Regions from separate parts of the Sus scrofa genome. Here all the other regions are linked to region 3. Evidence: chromatin contacts called from public Hi-C and HiChIP or PLAC-seq data. All regions are on one chromosome and are shown on one strand. Each heading gives the region's core, a stretch centred on a gene start, on an enhancer-like site or on the middle of the called end of the contact. The rest is flanking DNA. Distances are from core to core; before and after follow the strand shown.

Region 1 (2,700 bases), core at 8-2,507, 170 kb before region 3:
CCCTCATTTGAATGTTCAAAAATATCTTTACCAAGAAAGCTAGAAACCCAGACAATTACATAGCATAAAACGAGCCAGTTTTAAAAGGATGGATTTCTAACCCTGACCACTTCTTGAACATTATGCCAAGTGTTTTCTGTCTATTATTGCATTTAATTCTTAAAACTGCTGTGAGGTGGGCAGTAAGAAGTGAAAACTAAGCATGTGATGGACTCTCACTTGGCCCTGCTTGGGACTTCACAGAACTGGTCTCAGAGGCTCCACTCTTGAACAATTGATTGAGGGGCACAACCCAGCCTGTGTTCACAGCTCAAAGCACATATCTCACACTGGTCCTGAACCAAAGGGGTAAGGAAGGAGACCCAGTATCTGGGGCCAGCACAGACAAAGCTAGTGCCTGCTTTAAAGCTTTTGGGAAACATGCTGAAAAAGGACATGTCACAATGTCCCTTTTCAGGTCGCAGTGAAAGGATTCAGTCAAGTGACCCTTGGGATCTCAGACCAAGGAGAAGATCTAGACCAGTGTTATCTAAATATAATGGGAAGCACACTTGTGATTGATTTAAAATTGTCTAGGGGTTCCAGCTGTGATGAATGAGATTGGCAGCATCTCTGGAGCCCTGGAATGCAGGTTCGATCCCCAGCCCAGCACAATGGGTTAAGGATCCAGCATTGCCACAGCTGTGACCTAGGCCACAACTGTGGCTTGGATCTGATCCCTAGCCCAGGAACTCCGTATGCCACAGGGTGGCCAAAAAAGAAAAAAAAAAATTGTCTAGAAGCCAATTTAAAAAGTAAAAAGAAACAGATGAAGTTAATGTCAATCATGTATTTTATTTAACCCAATATATCTAAAATATTATCTTTCTACCCATGTAATCAACATAAAACCTATTAATAAGATATATTAATCATTTTTTCATACTAAATCTCAGAGCGGATTTCATTTCAGACTGGCTACACTTCAAGTGCTTAATAGCCATGTGTGGTTATTGGCTACTGTGTCTGAAAGCGCAGGTCTAGAGCTAGCCAGATTTTAGCAGTAGGAGGGGTGCAGGGCAGAGGGAGTCAGAAGTTGGGCAACAAAGAAAAAGGAGGAGAAAATAAGGGGGATCTCTCGGGAATTCAGGGGCTAAGGGCAAAGCCAAAGATATAGTGAGGAACTGCCTGGAGGAGGGAGTCAAAGGAGAGTGGAGAGGCTACAGAGACAGGGCTCTGGGGAAAAGCCCAGGGTGCTGCAGTGGCATCCAGGAGCCAGGCGGAGGCAGAAGAGAGCTTCCCTGTTAACAGACTGGGGACAGATCCAGAGATGGGACGGGAGGAGGGAAAAGTCAGCTATGGGCCTTTCACCGGGCCAGCTACGGTGGCTGGAGACCCGCTGCCACAGGGCTGATCCTTGCGGGCTCTGTGCTTTCTGTAAAGCTAGAGGGAAATGGGTACACAGGCCTCTTCTGCGAGGAGGCCCCACTGCCTGGGGCTAGGGGCTGGACTCTGGCCTGAGAAAGGGAAGGAAAGGAGGCTGAGCTACAAGGCAGAATGTGGGAAAGGGAGAGAGTTCTAGAATTGCATTCCTTTTTTTTTTTTTTTTTTTTTCTTGCTTTTTAGGGCCATGCCCCCAACATATGTAAGTTCCCAGGCTAGGGGTTCAAATCAGACCTGGAGCTGCCGGCCTACGCCACAGCTACAGCAATGCGGATCCAAGCCTTTTCTTGTCTGTGACCTACACCATAGCTCACAGCAACACCGGATCCCCGACCCACTGAGTGAGGCCAGGGATGGAACCCACATCCTCATGGATACTAGTCGGGATCGTTACCACAACAGGAACTCTAGGAATTAGTGTTTCTAACAAGTTCCCAGGTAAAGCTGGCGCTGCTGGCCTGAGCACACACACCCTTTGAGAACTGCTCTTGTCATCTAGTTCTCCATGGGAAGTGGGAGTGAAGAAGATTTTTTTAAAAACTTTATTCACTTCTGCAAGAAGCAAGAACTTCTTTGATAGTTAATAGAGAAAAAAATAGGATCTTTAAAGACGTGCATGTGAAAGCACAAACAAGTACGGTGCTTTACACAAATGCAAAGCGTTATTAGCAGGCACTTTGTAGGGGTCATGTCGAAGATTCCTTCCTCTTTGCCAGGCAGCAGTGATGTGATTGGTTAAGCCCATTCATACCACTGGAATTTGACCTGGAAATGAATGGTGCTCCAAAAGCTGCACAAGGAGTAATATGGGAGCAGAGGAAGGACGTGTGCTCAGAGGGGGCACAAGAGGCAAGGAGGTGAGGGTGCAGAAAGAGTAGGACAGATCCCCGGGGCAGCGAAGGTGTGGGTCTGTGTTAGTTTTGGAGTCGGACAGATCTGGGCTCAAATCCTGGCGTTGGCATCTCACTTAACTCTGAGTCTCAATTTCCTCATCTGTGAAATGAAGATACGAAAGCACCTAGTGCTTTGTCTGGTACGTAGTAGGTGCTCAGTAAGCAGAACACTGGAAACCTTTGCTCCTACTGGCTGTGTGAGAAGCCCGGATGGTCCAGCCCGCCCAACCCGCCTTACTCAGGTGAAGCCTCTCCTCTCACCGTCACAGCGGCCCTGGTTCAGGACACTGCCCATGAGAAAAAAACCTCAGGTTGCTCTGTCCAGGAGCTCTGTGGGGATCCCTCAAGGGCAGGGGGTAGGGGGGTGGGGGGGTAGTTCAGGTCT
Region 2 (2,700 bases), core at 188-2,687, 230 kb after region 3:
GAAGATGTTGAATTAACTGTTTGTGAATGGGACCAAAAATCATTCAAAGTTTTTGAAAAGTGATTGGTAAAATATGCCAATATGGCAATATGACTTATAAACAGAATAAAATTTGTATGGTAAACTTAAGAGCTTAAGCACTAATTTCTGATTTTGTAATAAACTTTTGCCTGTTTTTCAATGAGGGTATTTTGTTTTCATAGGTTTTCAAGTATCTCACTTTAATATTTTGAAGGAAGAGTGGATAAACTAAAAATTGCTTGAGCAAAAAGCCCGGGGCCAGGTTGTGAAGTAGCTTATTTGGCATGCTAAGGAAGTTGGACCACATCCTGAAGGGAGTATTAGCAAAAGACTATAAAATGGAGGAACACGGCCGTGTTTGCACTTTAGAAAGAACAGGGAGTTGGTTGGCATGAGGGAAAACAGAGGTGATGACAATCTAAACAATGTAATCACAGTAGTGATGGAGACAAAATCAAGACACTTCAGAAAAAAATACCGATTGCCTGTAGGGCGTGAACCAAGCGCGAAGTTTCGACTGAGAACTGAGCACCATTAACAGATTTTAACAGGAGGAGGGTCAGTGTTTGACACGTTTAAAATGTTCGTGGGCTTCACAGGTTAAAATGTCCATTACACAGCGGAAAACGATGAGCCAGGGCTTCTAGAAAGTCTGGTCTGAGAATTACATTTAGAGTTCCTTAGCATTTTAAGGTGAGCGTGGATAAAGCGGGCAAAGAAAAAACAGAAGAGGGCTGAGCACAAAATTCCGTTGAATTCCAATATTTTCAGGGCAGGCCACAAGTTGCAAGGGAAGAGGCATCCCTAAAAGAGGCAAAGAGTGCCCTAAAAAGAACTTGCAAAGAATAGTGGCAAGGAAACTAAGGGAAGGAAGTCTGGACAATTCTCCTGCTCTAGCATCCACTTCTCAAATACTTAGGGGAGTTAAGCAGTTCAAATCTGGCGACTGCTGGCGAATCTGGGAGAAGACTGAGTCAGACTGCCAGACTGTGCAGCCCCTTAAGGCAGTTTGGGTCTTGCCTCTGTTCACAACAACACGCTGAGCCACTTCAAAGGAGGCCTTCCCTGAGCACTCGGGTGCAGAAGAGTTTGGCTAGGCAAGCAGGAGAAGGAGGGTGCCCACATTTTTTATTTCAAGCTACCGACACTGGTGGCCTTTTTGTAGGAGGTGCGGTTGGGGCGGCGGCCGGCGAGGGCAGGGATCCAGAACGGGTCGGGGCCTTGTCAGTGGAGCGGAGCTGACAGCAAGATTGGCGGGCAGGCTCCACCTTCTTCCTTCCGCCTCTTGAGGGCGTAGCGGGCGCAGGGCGGGGGCTAGTGGAGGCGTTGGGAGGGTCAGGCCCCGCCTCCTTTCGCTCACTCTGGTCAGCGCGGCAAGGCGGGGCCGCTGGGGCGGGGCCTGCGGGTGGGGCCGGCGGTGTGGGGCGTGGCCTTCGGGTGGGGCCGGTGGCGTGGGGCGGGGCCTGCGGGACCAGGGCAGCCCGCGCACTGTGCAGGAGCAGCAGCCGCCGCCGCCCTCGCCTCCAAGGTTTTGCTGCTTCCTGAGCAGAGACCCGGGCTCGGCCGCCATGTCCGCCACGGACGAAGTTGACGGACTGGGCGTGGCTCGGCCACACTATGGCTGTGAGTGCGGGCTCCGCAGCGCGGGGGTCTCGGGGCCGGGCTCGCTGCTTCCGAGGCGCCGTTTACCCGGGGGCTCGCTGGGCGGGTGGGGCAGGGTGGCTGTGGGCCGCGCGTACCCGGAAGAGCCGGTGTCGCGGGGTGGCGGACGGCAAGGACCCTAACCCGCGCCCCCTCGGTCTCCGAGGCGGCGGCGGGGGGGACCCAGGCGACCTCCCCGCCTTCTCCCGGGCGCTGCGGCTGGAGGGCCCCACCCAGCGCCTCCCGCTACTCAGCTTGGCCAAGATTGGGGAGACGGCCTAGGGTGAGGTGGCAGGAGGACGGGGCAGGGCGTGTCCCAGGGACCGGAGACGCGGGCTCTGCACGGGCGTAGTGAGAAGGTGCTGCCCGAGTGCTGCCTGCGAGGTAGACTCAGGGTCCAGACCTGCCCGGCCCCAGGCTAGCTGAAAGGTGCGGTCTTGGGCAGGTCACTTCAGCTTTCTCGGGATCCCTCTGCAGGATTTCAAAAGTGGAGGGGAAAAAACCCCAAACCTCCGACTTCCTCATTTTCCGAACCTCATTTTCTGTACCTGTCCCACTGAACTGCGGGCGGATTAGTTACCACTGGGCAAAGGAGAGGCCTTTGGAGTCTGGAGGTTTTCGATTTTATTTTATATTCTATGAATAATGTTGTGTTTTCAGATACTTTCACTCAACAGTTATATACGACGAGGTATTGTGTCACGTTGGTGACAAAGATGAGTAAGACCAGACCCTGCCTTGAAAGAATGTTTTTATCAGAGAGACAGGCAGGTGTACTATCTAATGATAATAAGGAGTGATAGAGATGCCCTGCACCAGCTGGACTTACACTATAAGGTGGGGGTGGGGGAGGGGCCTGGGGAAGGCAGGAGGAACCCAGAGAGGACTTTTGAACAGAGCCCTGCAGGATGCTGTGCGTTTTGACAGGGCAGGGTGGGGCCTGAGACGTGACCTGAAGAGGAAGAGTGTGAACTAAGGTATTGACGAGCAGAAGAGCCCTGTGCGGGTTGGGAACTGAGCGGTGTGGAGTGCACAGTG
Region 3 (2,700 bases), core at 2-2,501:
CTCTTTCACTGTGTAGTGTACCTATGAGTTTGAGGAAACAGATCCCTGAAATCCTACCAAGTACCCACCAGGCCAGGCATGTCCACATCCTGTATCCTTAGCCACACTCTACACACCAACAGATGCACCAGACAGCCCTTCCAGGAACACAGAGCTGAAGGCAAGTGGGCCAACCCTAAGCCAAATACCATCTTACCCCCAAGTCCCCTCCTCCAGTTCTATTCTAGACTAGTCCTGGGTGTTAGACATACTGCCCTGGGTGGGTCTGTGAATTTACTCCAATCCAGGCTTTTTAATGCCATCTCTGGCCTACGCAAAAGAAAAAATGGAGAAGAAAAAAAAAAAAAAAAGTTAAAAATCCCTGAGCAGTTCTGATAATCCTGGGGTTCTCAGAAGCAGGCACACCTCAGGTCGTACAGACCCCTCCCCCTCACACGCGCTGATCCAAGGCCAGGAGGCCATCTGTCCAGCAGACGCTCCCCGTCCTCCCTCGGGTCACATTGAGCCTCCCCCTCAGGTTGGCAGGAAAAGCCCCTGCAGAGACAACCTCCACCCTGATCAACAGGCCTGGTCACTCCCTGGGCCCCCAACTCCGGGGCAGGAATACCTGTCTGCTCCCGATGAAACCTCCCCCGGGGTCAGAACTTGGGCGGGGGGGGGCGAAGGGGAACGGAGGGGCGCCAAAAAAGGTCGATCCCCCAAGTGTCTACTCCGGGACGGCGACAGCTCTTCGGGCGGCCCAGACGGTCCGACTGACAGGACGCCCCAGCGGGGGAAAGTGGCACCGTTATCCGTGCCCGGGCAGGGGGCCGTGGGCCGACGCCGAGGGCGGCCGCCCGTCCCGCGCCAGGAGGACAGCAGCATGCCCGCCCAGCCGGGTAGCGGCGGGTCGGGGCGGCGGAAGGGGCAGGCGGCCCGTCGGCCGGGGGCGGGGTGGGGTGGCGGCCGGGGCCCGCCAGGCGGCGGTCGGGGGAAGTGGCTGCCGCCTCGGGCGGCGAGCAGGGTCCGCCTGGCTGCAGGGCCGGGCCTCGGCGCGGGCGCGGGCTCGGCCCCGGCTCCGCTCAGCCCCGGCTCAGGCTAGGGCGGCCTCGGCGGCGGCCCCGGCCCACAAGCCCCGCCCGGCCCGGCCCGCGGGGGGCGCTTACCTGGCGGCGGCGGCGGCTGCAGGCCCCGGGCTCGGCCGCGCGCGTCCCCAGCGCCGGCTGCGGGAGCCACAACATGGCGACGGCGGTGGCGGGCGGGGCTGCGGCTCCGGGGGCGGAGCGGGGGCGGGAGCCGGCCTGGCGGCGGGACCTGGCTGGGGCCGCGGGGGGGTGGGGGGAGGCGGAAGGCGACTCGGACCTGGGCGCCCGGCCCAGGGCGGTGTGGCTGAGCGGCTGCCCCAGCCCCAGTCTGGGCCCGGCCTCTCGCCTCTTGCCTTCGGCCTCCCGCCTCCCGTCCCGGGCGGGCTGCGCGGCACCGACCCGACGGCGGCGGGCGGGGCAGGGGAGGCACGGGGAAGAAATAGAACCCCAACCTCGCGGACCCGGGCCCGGCCCGCGGGCTCGCCTGCCTCTCCTGCCCAGCAGAGCACCCGGAGCGGTACCGGCCCAGCGGCCGCTCTCCGCGACTTGGGCCTCTCGTCCTCTGACGCGCCTCCCGGGCAGGGCCGAGGTCGGGGCCGAGGTCTCCCACTAGAGGGCCACGATCTGCCTACGCGGCTGTGTCGCCCTAGCGGAGGGCGAGCGCCTCAGGAGCTGAGACGGCGTCCTCTTCCCTCAGATCTGGCACTAGTGGAGCCTAGTAGGCAGCTATGTGAAAGGTAGCAGAGGGGGCATGGGCCTGGCGCTTACTAGGTGCGCCCTCAATGTTGGGTCATTGCTATATCTAGAGACCTGCACGAAGGCCCGGAGGAATGGAGCCTCTGGAGGAACCGTGAGACCCGCGGTGAACAGAGTTGAAGGCCTGGCAACGGGTGCCTCCCAGGGTATAGACGGCGAGACCTCCGAGTTACAGGGGAAGCTAGGACTGTGCAAGGTGAGAACGGAGAGGTGGGCAGATGGCCCAGAAGGTGACCAGCAGGACCTTCCAAGAGCCCAGCGTACCTGGAGACAGGCGGAATTAAGGCAACAGCCAGGTGATAGTGTGAGAACCCAGAGATGAGGCCCTGGTGTCTGGCAGTGAGCACCCACTGCCAACCGTGGAGAAGTGCGTCTGAAGAACGGGGAAGGACAGGCCAATCTTCAAGAGGGGTGGAACTTTCAGCCCGGTCCGACTGTGGGCCAGACTCTAAGCTGAGCTGAGCTCTTGAGTAGGGAGTAAGTGGTAGTGAAGCGCTGAAGGCAGTAAAAAGGGTGGTGGTTCTTTCCCGAAGTTTGGCAGGGAGAGGGGAAGAAAAGCAGGCCTTATGTATAGCTCCAGGGGTAGTTGGAGCAGAGGAGAAAGGTGATTTTTTTTTTCTTTTAAATTGAGGAGGTGCACTCAAAAGAGCTGATAGGGGAGAATAAAAAGATGAGAGAGAATAATTAATGGTGCATGATCTCATAAAAGGAAAACGAGATGGGGGGGTGCTAAGAAATCTGAGAAGAGGCACACTTCTTCCAACCAGGTTTAAAGGATACACAAAGATAGAAATAAATATTTTAGGGTGGGGAGGTATGCATACTCAGCCAGGCATGTTCCCATGGTTCAGTGACCTGGATGACCCCCAAAGTCAACCAT
Region 4 (2,700 bases), core at 141-2,640, 160 kb after region 3:
TGCTAAATATAAGCAAAGGATTAACATGGAGCTTCCAAGAGTGAAAACCTAAGAGTAGGTGCTCTTTTGCTGGACTAAGCTGCCTGGCTCACCTACTGGTCTGAGAATTCTCCCAGGTCTAAGCTGCAATCTTATCTCTTCTTCCTTTCTAGATTTTGAAGTGCCCCTGGCTGTGTTCTGCCAAATTTGGGCTTGACCCACTATTTTGTTTTAAAATGAAAGCTTGGGAGTTCCCGTTGTGGCTCAGCGGTTAACGAATCTGACTAGGAACCATGAGGTTGCGGGTTCGATCCCTGGCCTTGCTCAGTGGGTTAAAGATCCGGCGTTGCCATGAGCTGTGGTGTAGGTTGCAGACACGGCTCGGATCCCGCACTGCTGTGACTGTGGCGTAGGCTGGTGGCTACAGCTCCGATTCAACCCCTAGCCTGGGAACCTCATATGCCGTAGGAGCAGCCCAAGAAATGGCAAAAAGACAAAAAAACAAGAAACAAAAATGAAAGCTTAGGAGTTTCTGCTATGGCACAATGGGATCAGCAGCATCTCTGCAGGTTTGATCCCTAGCCTGGCACAATGGGTTAAAGAATCTGGCATTGATGCCGCTTTGGCATAGGTCACAACTGTGGCTTGGATCTGATCCCTGGCCCGGGAACTCCATATGCTGTGAGGTGGCCAAAAAAGAAAAAAAGGGGGGGGGCAGTTTAGCTTGGCTTTCTCAAGGAAAGGCAGATAAGTCTGGCATGAAGCAGCTGTCTGCCTCCTTCATGTACCCAGCAGATGAACTGCTCCGCACCTGCACGGAGGCAGGAAGGATTCATTTCCTCATCCCAACAATACTTACTGGGTCCACTATGTGCAGGGCATTGTGCCAGGTGCTGTGAGAGGTTTAAAGAGAAGAAAGAAAAAAAAAAAAGACAGGTTCTTTGACTTTGGGGATATTATAGGTTCCTAAAAGAAAGAAGACAAGTCTTCATATAAATAGAAAACAAGATGCAGTATGATAAAAAGTCAAAACAAGAAGGAGAATCCGAATGTTCTCGGGGAGATGACTTCTGGCAGAGGTCGTCAGAGATGCTCTTAGGTGGAAGAGGAGACAGGAAAGAGGAGCTGGCAGTAAGGACAGCTTTATGGAGCAGGACTCCAAAGTCAGGAACTCAAAGACAACCAAGATTTTATCACATAGGGATGCACAAGGCCATTCCACATCAAAATTCAGGAGCACAGGTGGCTGCTGGAAAGTACAGGCTGTGTTCAAAAAAACAGCAAGATCTGGTCTGAATGGAACAAAGAGCTGTGGCAAGTGGTGAGTCAGGGGAGGACCAGCCAGGGGCTGTCTGGGCCACAGGCTGCAAGCAGAACAAACCAATCCTGCTTGATGTGGAGACACTGGGAAACTCAAGAAAACATTTGAGCAGGACAGTGCCTGACCACTAGGGGAGGAGTGGAACAGCTGCAATGAAGGGGAAGGGGCTGAAGGCAGGTTCCCTTTGCAGGCTGCTGCAAGACATCAGGTGAAATACAGAGAGCCTGAGTGAAGGCGGGGTATGGGGATGAAAACGTCCATGGGAAATGCAAAGAGAGATGAGCTTTACCACGTTAACCCATTAATTCATATCCCATCTCAACTGGAATCACAAGATATTTTAACTGTGAGCACCTAGAGGTGCCTGCTAGTCAAATATTAAACAACTGCTGTCTAACCAGGCCTTGAAATGCCCTGTGGTGGAAAAGTGCGGCCAAAGGTCCTGAGCTGGACAAACAGACTAGAGGTCAAGCGGTCTTATGTTGAGTAAACGTTTTGAGAAGGGATGGAGTTAACTGCAGAGGTTTCTCTTGAGCAATCACAAGGAAGGTCGGGAGCATGGGTTAAACAAATGCAAACCAACAAAGACAGCAATCAGGGCCCTGACAAACCCACTCAGTCTGGGACATTCCTCATCTGAGATGTCCCATGGAAGATGAATGGCACAAGGCCCCTCCAGCAAGCCAGACAGGGAGGGCTGGCACGGTGGGGAGCCTGTCATTGCCTCAGAGACACCAGATGAGACCTGCAGCCCTCCAGGCCTCTGCCCTCTCTTTGGTGTCTGATCCTGAGGTTCACTACAAACTCGCTACATCCATCAGGAGAAAAGTAAAGGTTTTTAATAGGTTGAGAGGTTTTTGCTTTTTTAAGTAGGAAGAATAAAAGTAAAAGTTATTTTTCAGGGTGAAGAAAATCGGGTACTTTGCTTAAAACAAAACCTGGGATCTACCAAACACAAACTCAGCAAACAGGCTGAGTTTGAATCCCGGCTCCATCACTAACCAGCTGTGTGACCTCAAGGAGGAGCTTGAACTTCCATTTCCACATCTGTAAAATGATGGATCCTTGCTAGCTCATGGGATTGTCAGTGAGATGGACATGGAGGTGCTCAGGGCAGTGCTGGGCTCACAGCAGGCCCCCCAAGACCCTTTATTCACATCTCACAAGTCCCTGGGCATTGTCACAATTCTGCCCCCAAACTACCTGCCCTTTCCAGCCTCTGAAACCTCCAGACTAGATGCCTCTGAGTTTGTCATCTTAGTCCTCATCAACATCCCCCCCCTTTTTTTTGCTTTGCTTTGTAGGGCCATATCCACGGCACATGGACATTCCCAGGCTAGGGGTCCAATCAGAGCTGCAGCTGCTGGCCTACACCACAGTCACAGCAATGCCAGATCCTT

The links. A called contact is a pair of places that touch in the nucleus more often than the background predicts. HiChIP or PLAC-seq counts read pairs in DNA pulled down with a chosen protein or histone mark.
Region 1: a contact with region 3 is called in a Hi-C map of skeletal muscle, with 8 times the contacts expected there. The contact joins the enhancer-like site here to the promoter of ZNF592 in region 3. A contact is called at or near these places in 2 of 5 promoter capture datasets (fetal liver and liver), 11 of 47 Hi-C or Micro-C datasets (alveolar macrophages, embryonic fibroblasts, fetal heart ventricle and 6 more) and 2 of 2 datasets of contacts at active chromatin or transcription factors (alveolar macrophages and skeletal muscle).
Region 2: a Hi-C map of liver shows a contact between it and region 3, with 2.8 times the contacts expected there. The contact joins the promoter of IQGAP1 here to the promoter of ZNF592 in region 3. A contact is called at or near these places in 1 of 47 Hi-C or Micro-C datasets (liver) and 1 of 2 datasets of contacts at active chromatin or transcription factors (alveolar macrophages).
Region 4: a contact with region 3 is called in an H3K27ac HiChIP or PLAC-seq map of alveolar macrophages. The contact joins the enhancer-like site here to the promoter of ZNF592 in region 3. A contact is called at or near these places in 2 of 5 promoter capture datasets (fetal liver and liver), 10 of 47 Hi-C or Micro-C datasets (alveolar macrophages, embryonic fibroblasts, epiblast stem cells and 4 more) and 2 of 2 datasets of contacts at active chromatin or transcription factors (alveolar macrophages and skeletal muscle).

Annotation. Positions count from the first base shown.
Region 1 is chr7:52,618,039-52,620,738 of Sscrofa11.1, forward strand. The region is part of intron 11 of SLC28A1 (solute carrier family 28 member 1); the gene reads right to left. Among named protein-coding and RNA genes, the nearest start is that of SLC28A1, 33 kb to the right of the region's middle. Within about 2 kb of position 1,258, at least 30 of the 83 cell types and tissues checked have an H3K27ac peak or open chromatin away from gene starts, as enhancers often do. A contact at or near this core is called in alveolar macrophages, skeletal muscle and subcutaneous adipose tissue, where this site is marked.
Region 2 is chr7:53,019,042-53,021,741 of Sscrofa11.1, forward strand. IQGAP1 (ras GTPase-activating-like protein IQGAP1) reads left to right here and starts at 1,438. Exons shown (of 38, transcript XM_021098910.1): 1 at 1,438-1,644. The coding sequence starts at 1,590.
Region 3 is chr7:52,792,699-52,795,398 of Sscrofa11.1, forward strand. It overlaps ZNF592 (zinc finger protein 592), which reads right to left and starts at 1,252. Exons shown (of 11, transcript XM_021098901.1): 1 at 1,146-1,252.
Region 4 is chr7:52,950,656-52,953,355 of Sscrofa11.1, forward strand. The region is part of intron 2 of ZSCAN2 (zinc finger and SCAN domain-containing protein 2); the gene reads right to left. Among named protein-coding and RNA genes, the nearest start is that of ZSCAN2, 6.0 kb to the right of the region's middle. Within about 2 kb of position 1,391, at least 14 of the 83 cell types and tissues checked have an H3K27ac peak or open chromatin away from gene starts, as enhancers often do. A contact at or near this core is called in alveolar macrophages, fetal liver and liver, where this site is marked.